2 separate regions of the Gossypium hirsutum genome follow, and region 1 is linked to region 2. The links are chromatin contacts, called in public Hi-C maps. All regions are on one chromosome and are shown on one strand. Each heading gives the region's core, a stretch centred on a gene start, on an enhancer-like site or on the middle of the called end of the contact. The rest is flanking DNA. Distances are from core to core; before and after follow the strand shown. Region 1 holds the start of LOC107951418. Region 2 holds the start of LOC107951421.

Evidence for each region. A called contact is a pair of places that touch in the nucleus more often than the background predicts.
Region 1: a Hi-C map of leaf shows a contact between it and region 2, with 2.4 times the contacts expected there. The contact joins the promoter of LOC107951418 here to the promoter of LOC107951421 in region 2. A contact is called at or near these places in 2 of 34 Hi-C or Micro-C datasets (callus and leaf).

What each region holds. Positions count from the first base shown.
Region 1 is chrA02:20,780,620-20,784,267 of Gossypium_hirsutum_v2.1, forward strand. It overlaps LOC107951418, which reads left to right and starts at 1,900. Exons shown (of 2, transcript XM_041087224.1): 1 at 1,900-2,868; 2 at 2,984-3,648. The coding sequence starts at 2,355. The coding sequence ends at 3,006.
Region 2 is chrA02:20,410,930-20,414,881 of Gossypium_hirsutum_v2.1, forward strand. It overlaps LOC107951421, which reads right to left and starts at 2,323. Exons shown (of 1, transcript XM_016886472.2): 1 at 1,651-2,323. The coding sequence starts at 2,145. The coding sequence ends at 1,810.

The sequences.
Region 1 (3,648 bases), core at 650-3,149, 370 kb after region 2:
AACGATCGTACTAACTAAACTAAATCCTCAATGGTAGTAAAATTTTCAAATATTTCACGTCGAATGGAAAACTCTCTGAAAGTAATTGACAGTGATGATGATTCGTGGCTATCTGAGGATCGCAATACCAAGAAAGTTAGGTTTAAATATGTTTTCGATGGGGCTTCTGTGGATATGGCTGTGGACTTTGGTCCACCTTTGAATGCGGCAACATCATGGACAGACAAACTTTTTGGGACTGGTTCGTCTGGGACTAGTCAGAAAGTTGTGAGATTTGAGGAGGGAAGTGATGAATATTTTATTTTGTTAGACGATGATATCATAAGGTCCACTGTTAATGGAATTCCGGCAATTGAGTTCTTTGATCGAGTCAAAGAAATCTTGTATAAGGAGATGGAGATGATAGTATTTTTAAAACTACTTTGCCGAAATATCAGTTATGGTGTTCTTTTTAATCGAATTAGTAGCCTGTGGAAGCCTATACAATTATTCCAATTAGTGGATATTAAGAATGGGTATTTTTTGGCTAAATTCCAAAACTAAGAGGATTATGACAAAGTTCTTACACAGGGACCATGGATAATTTTTGGGCAAATATTTGACAGTTCAACCATGGACAAAAGAGTTCTCTCCCCTTCAACCATACCCAAGTGTAGTTATGGCATGGATCAGGCTACCCGGATTACTGGGGTTTATGTACAAAAGGAAGATTCTCGGGGCAATTGGAAGCATGATCAGTAAGGTTGTAAAGTTTGACTTTAAGACCGATAATAGAACTAGGGGCAAATTCACTAGAATGGCTCTGTTTATCAACCTGGATAAGCCTCTCATCTCTCAAATCTGTGTCAATGGTGAAATACAACAGGTGGAATATGAAGCCTTACCAACGATCTGTTTTACCTGTGGAAAATACGGGCATGTGAGGGAGTTGTGTTCCTTGTCGAAAGAAATATTGGGCAAAGATAGTGACAAAGTGGTGGTCGACGACGGTTCTAACAGTAACAACAACGATCCAGGAAAGGTCTCTGAACCAACTTTCAGACCTTGGATGTTGGTAGAGCGTAAATCCCGATGAAGATCGGGGGATTCTTGTGATTCTAGTGGTATGGCTGCTGGAAAAGGAAGGTTAGGCTCTAGATTTAATGTCTTTACCATTGAAGGCAAGAAGACGGGCGGTGAAGAGGAAACGATAAAGGCAGATTTAAAATAATTAAATCTTCAAGTGGTGGAACCTGATTTGACCACCCTTGATTCTAGGGGAGAAGATTTTATTAAATCTTTGCTACCTCTGCATATTAAAACTGTTAAAAATTCGGGCATTGGTTCAGATGCCCAAAAGAGGACTTGTGACCTGGGTCTGGATTCGAAAGCCCAAAAGAACATAAATATTTCAGAAACTAAGCGCATTGGGGGGGAGTTCATTCAGGCCATGGTAATGACAGAATAAGGCTGAAAAGCCTAGGGAAAAAAGATATTGATTGATAGCAGGCCGAATGGGTTTCTGGTTGGGCCGTCATCTAAAGAAAACATAAATGGATCACGTCAGCAGGCGTGTCAAACTAAAGCAACTCCCTCTGTATCCAATGTTCCTACGAATATGGAGACCACGGGTAATCACGCTTTTAGAGCGGTGTAAAAGCCAATCAGGCCGTTGTCTCTTTCCAGGCCCGTTAGTGACCAGCAGGCCTCTCCTACATGGACCAATGTCGAGAATCCCCAGGTTTTTCCAAATCTTAATTTAATTTCGACTAACCAAGAATTTGGGTCTATTTTGTTGAATGCAGGTAACTTTGAAAACCATTATAACCCAAAATTACAAGCTAGTAAGTCGGGTGATATTAAGGCACATTTCAACCCGGCCTTTGAAAGCCCAGTAAAAGTTGATGTTCAGCTGACTGATAATATTTTAGACCACGAGAAACACTCTGCTGTCACTTTTAAAATTTTTTTAATTCATTTGATCAGTCTAAATGTCGTATTTTTGAGCATATAAGTACAAGTAAAACGGAAAATAAGGATCGAAAAAGTAATGAGAAATTTGGCATTACTAGAGGAACGCGCAAAAAAAGTAATGATTTAAAAGGAGGTGGGAATCAATTTAAAGCTTCTGCAAACTTACGGGTTTCTTTAGCTGATTCTATGAAAGAGGTGGCGAAGCTTATTTCCTCTGACCTTTCAAAGGAAGCTGAAATGGGAGTACGTGCTGATCCTGAATCTAGTGGATTGAACGATTCCGGGCATTAATGGTATGATTTCTTTACTATTTTCTATTAATTATGAATCTCTCAATTTTTTCTTGAAATTGTCAGGGATGCGCCAATGCCAAATTTTCTCATATTTTTTGAGAGTATAATATGGAGCATAGACCCGATATTATTAGCTTGTTGGAAAATAGAGTTAGTGGATCCAAGGCAGATAGAATTATTGCAAAATTGGGATTTCAATTTTTACATCGTGTGGAGGCTATTGGTTATGCTAGGGGCATTTGTATTGGTTGGAACAAGTCTGTTAAAGTGAAGATTCTACAAAATCATCCCCAATTCATTATTACTCAGGTTTGGCATAATTCTTCGTCAATTCCAATATTGATCGGGTTCGTTTACGGGAGTCCTAATCGTCAGAAGCGAAAAGACCTTTGGCATGAATTGAGAGCTACTATACCTGTTGGGCAAACTCCTTGGATGGTGATTGGAGATTTCAATGCTATTCTTTCCTCTGATGAGAAAAAGGGTGGCCTTTCGAATGGAAAGAGGTGTCCCCGTTTTGGTAATTTTGTAGACTTGTCTAACCTTCATGATTTGGGGTTTAAGGGACCTCCTTTTACTTGCTACAGGGGTCATCTGTTTGAAAGATTGGATCATGCTTTAGGTAATGAGGCTTGGGTAAACTATTTTCCAAACAGCTTAGTTACTCATCTTCCAAGAATTAAATCTGACAACCGTTCTTTTCTCTTCAACTTTAATTTTGATTTTGCCTTGCCTAGGGGAAGACCTTTTAGGTTCTTAGCAGGATGGGTTGAACACTCTGATTTTGGAAATCTTGTGAGACATCAGTGGGTCTTTCAAGGGAACATGTCTGCTTCTTTAAATAAATTTACTGCGAATCTCAAAGAGTGGAATAAGACCATTTACGACCATATCACTACTCGTAGGAGAAACCTAATTCATAAGTTGTCAACCGTTCAGAGGAAAATGAACCTTTTAGGTTCCACTCATTTAGCTCTTGTTGAAATAAAGATAAGAAATGAGTAGGAAAATGTGTTACATCATGAGGAACTTCTCTGGAAACAAAAGGCTCAGTGTGACTAGCTTCATCTGGGGGATAGAAACACTAAGCTTTTTCATGCTCGCACTTTGCAGAGGCGAAAAAATAACCGTATTTCTGCCATTTGTAACTCTCTTAGTGATTGGGTATTTGATCCTAAGGCTATCGAATTGGAAGCTTCTAATTTTTTTCCAGAAATTATACGGAGATGACCCTGGTCCCATGTGATCCTTGCCTCCTAACAGGTTTCCCCAATTTGCTTCTACCGATAGTGATTTTTTAGGAAGAGTGGTCACTAATGAGGAAATTAAGAGAGCTATGTTTGATATGGCTCCCTTAAAAGCTCCGGGTAGCGACGATTTTCATGCTATCTTCTTTCAGAAA
Region 2 (3,952 bases), core at 1,073-3,572:
CATCATCTTTGAATTAGATAATTTAATTTTATAGAAAATAAAATTATCAATATATTTTTTTATTTTTAGTAAAATTATATCATTTGATCAACCTGCAGTGTAGAAATATTATTATATAAATTTACATTTTTTAGTAGAATTAATATTTTTTTTTGTGTTTTTTTATTGTTTATAGAAATTAATTTTTTTGAGGTTCGTAATTATTTTTCTTAATAATATTATTGTTTAAATTAATTTTTTTTAAAAATATAATATATTTTATTATTGCACTCAGTATTTATCTTATTGACAATATATATTATAATATTAATAAAAATGATATCTACCTAATATTTATTATAAGTGTATAAATTTATATAAAGAGAGTAGGTAAGATATAAATTCTTAGAAGGAAAAAAAGTTCACTTGGGATACCTAAGTTGGGTTAGGAGAAAAATGTAAAGAAAAGCAAAAGAGGGTAACTTTGCCCAAGAAACCAACCAACAAACAACATTATGAACATCACTCAGAATCATGGATCAAAGTTGGTTTTTAATATTCAAAGCACCACCTTTAGTTCCTGTTTAATTTGTATTTTTCTAAAATAAAAAAAAATAATTACCAGCTATTTAGCATGTTGTCGGTAATTAGTGTTCTTGCTTTTTTTCAATAAAGGTAGTTGTTGAAAAGTATAGAAATATGTAGATTAAGCTGATTAGCCACATTTTGTTCGGATAATCATGGCGGAAAACACTTTTTTTATTTTCTTTACTGTTTCTCTAAAAAAATTGTATTAATTAAAAAATAGGAATATTTCTTTTCTATTTTAGCTTTACTTAAAAGATTTCGATAATTTAATGAAAAAATTCCTCAAATTTTAATATTGGTATTTATATTATGTGTAAGGTGTGTATTTAATTTTTGTACTGATTATTTTAGTTTTATTTTTTTTAAAATTTTAAATTTCAATCTTAACTCAAATAGTAACAATTAAATTTATAAACTAAATTTAAAAAATTTAAAAAATACATATAATGTTAATTAAATTAAAATACAAAGATTAAATATATAACTTAAGTATCATACAAAGATAATATTATTAATCATAAGATTTTGTTCTTTTTGGTCGAAACTAATGTATCCATCATCAGTAGTAATGTTTAATCTTTTCATCACTCTCTAAAGATGCAAATGACTAGTCATGAAATATGCTCTATTCCCATATACGAAGATCATAACCCCAACCTCATAATTAAAGAATAAGTTGAATAACTATCACACCATACCTTTATTCATGAATTTACATGCAATGAAATTCCTACAAAATTCTGTAAATAATAATAATTTCTTTTGGGGAAAAAATAAAACATGTCCAGGCTGGTTTTATAGAGTTTAAGTGAGGAACTGGAATTATTTACGTGAATCACAAGACTTTCACATGCTATGAATTGGCACCATGTGCTTAGGAAGGATCCAAATACTTAAGAATTAATGAGAAGAAAAGGAAAATGAAAAAAGAAAAGAAAAAAACTCCAATTATTCTCTTCAAATGAATAATTTATAAAATTTTGTCAGTTTCTATCAACTTGCGTAAAATTATTTATATATCTATAAACAATCTAATTCTAAACGATTGGCTTGGAAGCTTATAATAAGACTGAAAATTTGACATTTTAGTGAACTTTTTCTTCTTATTTTGATCATGTCATATTCATCACTGATTCAAACAAAAAGTGAAAATTCCCATTAAAACTTTTACAAAATCCATGAAAATCCCCCATCATATTTAACTTACCATATTATGTAATAAACCAAAATATTTCCACACTTTTAAGAGATGATCTTCCTCCTCCTCCGGCTGATCGTTCCAGCTTCATGCCTCACGTAATTCCCATCACTATGGATCAACGGTACGTCGTTGGCTTCCTCGCCATCGTCTTCCTCCTCCGTGGCAATACGGATGCAAGAACATCGTTGTAGCGACGCGAAGAATGCGGTCGCTACACCATTGATGAACCACATAGCAACACCATCTAGCTTCCCGCACCCACCAGCAGGTGAGCTGTGAGTGGATGATGAGGATCGGACCACCCTCGGCTCATCATTATTTGATCGGAGGTTGAAGAATCCGGAGCAGCTACTTGTAGCTGAGGTAGTGGCTGCCATGAAATTGGTATAAAATGAAAGGCTTGGAATAGGCACAGTGAAGAGGAGGGAGGTTTGGCTGAGTTCAAAGTGTCCCTTAAGGCCTAAAGTTATTAAAGATACTTGAATTTTAGTCGCTGTACCATACAGTATGTGTAATTCCTACATTTGCCCTTAATCCATTACGGAATTACAAAAATGTCCTAAAACGTGATCATGGCTGATTCGCGTGAATGTCTTTAACATGATCCATGATTAAAATTTTTTATAGTATTTTATAAATTATAGTAAAAATGGACAAACTCTGCAAATTTTTTAAGGTTTCGTAAAAAAATATTCTATGGTTCTCAGGTTTGATGCAAATTAGATAAAACCTCCTGAAATTTAAATTAAATAAAAAGATAACTATCCTTTTTTTTATTAACCATGTATATTTTTTTATTCATACATACTTTTCTCTATTTTTAATTACAAAAATTGAAGTTCTATAAAATTAAATTTTACATTAAGTAAAATTTAAATATTTTAAACTTATTTTACTTTGAGATGAATTATTTAAGCTATCTTATTTAAAATAAATTAAGTATGATTCTATAGAATGTTTTAATGACAAAAAATGATTAAAATGAAAGAAAATAAAAAGAAAAAAGAAAATGATAAAAATATAACTATTATCATTGACAATTTTAAAAATTAATTTAATTTAATTAATCAAACTCATATCTTTTTAAAAAATGTACTTTAGTTATTAAAATATCATTTCATTTATTTTCCTTCTTTTATTTTAATTAATATTTTATCAAAGATTTAATTATTTTATTTTAAATTAAATAATTGAATCAATTATTTTGAAAGTTAATATATAATTTTATTAAGATATTTAACATTTATTTGCATAAAGCTTTATTAAAACTAAAAAAATATAGTTAACTAATAAAAGAGTAAAATCGTCTTTTTATCCTCGATTAGCATATTTTTCATCAAATTTCAGTTAATAAATTTACCAAACCTTTGAGAAATTTATGTACTTTTTCTCTAAAAATTATTTATGTCGAGAGATATTTGTCATAATGTAGAATGTTGATGACTTAATTAACTCTTAATTTGAGTCTTGTCTGTTTCTCATTGACACCAATTTCTTGCTAATATGAATTTTCTCCAATTTATATGATTCTAGACTAAATAAATTTATTCCAAATATTTCAATAGGGATCATTACTCTGTTGATTGGAATAAAAAAATTTCAACAAATGACATTATGATACTGATATGTATCATTATAATAAATTTAATATATATTAAAAATTTTCACATATTTTATATTAAAATTATTTGAGTTTAAAATTGATTTAATAATAAATTTAAGTGGAGTGATAACAAATTTATATTTTAATACAATTGATTACATGTTCGATATTTAAATTTATAATTTTTAACTATTTTAATTAATGATGTTATAACAGTATAAAATGACAAAAATGTCATCATAATAATATTAATTATAATATTGTAAGAAAAGATATTTATATAATTTTTTAACTGAATTGATAATTATACCAATTCAATAAAATATTTATAAATTTATTATATTCCGGGCAGAATAATAATCCTTTAATCAATAAATAATCACGTATCTTTTTAGATGTTACTGCAAAATAGCAATTTGAAATTAGAATTAACACACACACAAAAAAAAAAACAATCTTAGTAATATATGTTGAGAAGGAGCCGTCGGCCATGGCCAGCTTGCACGGTTAGGTGTCCCAAAGCCAGCATCGTAGACAATCACTTTTCCTTTCACGTTACTTCATTCTTTTATTTTTATATA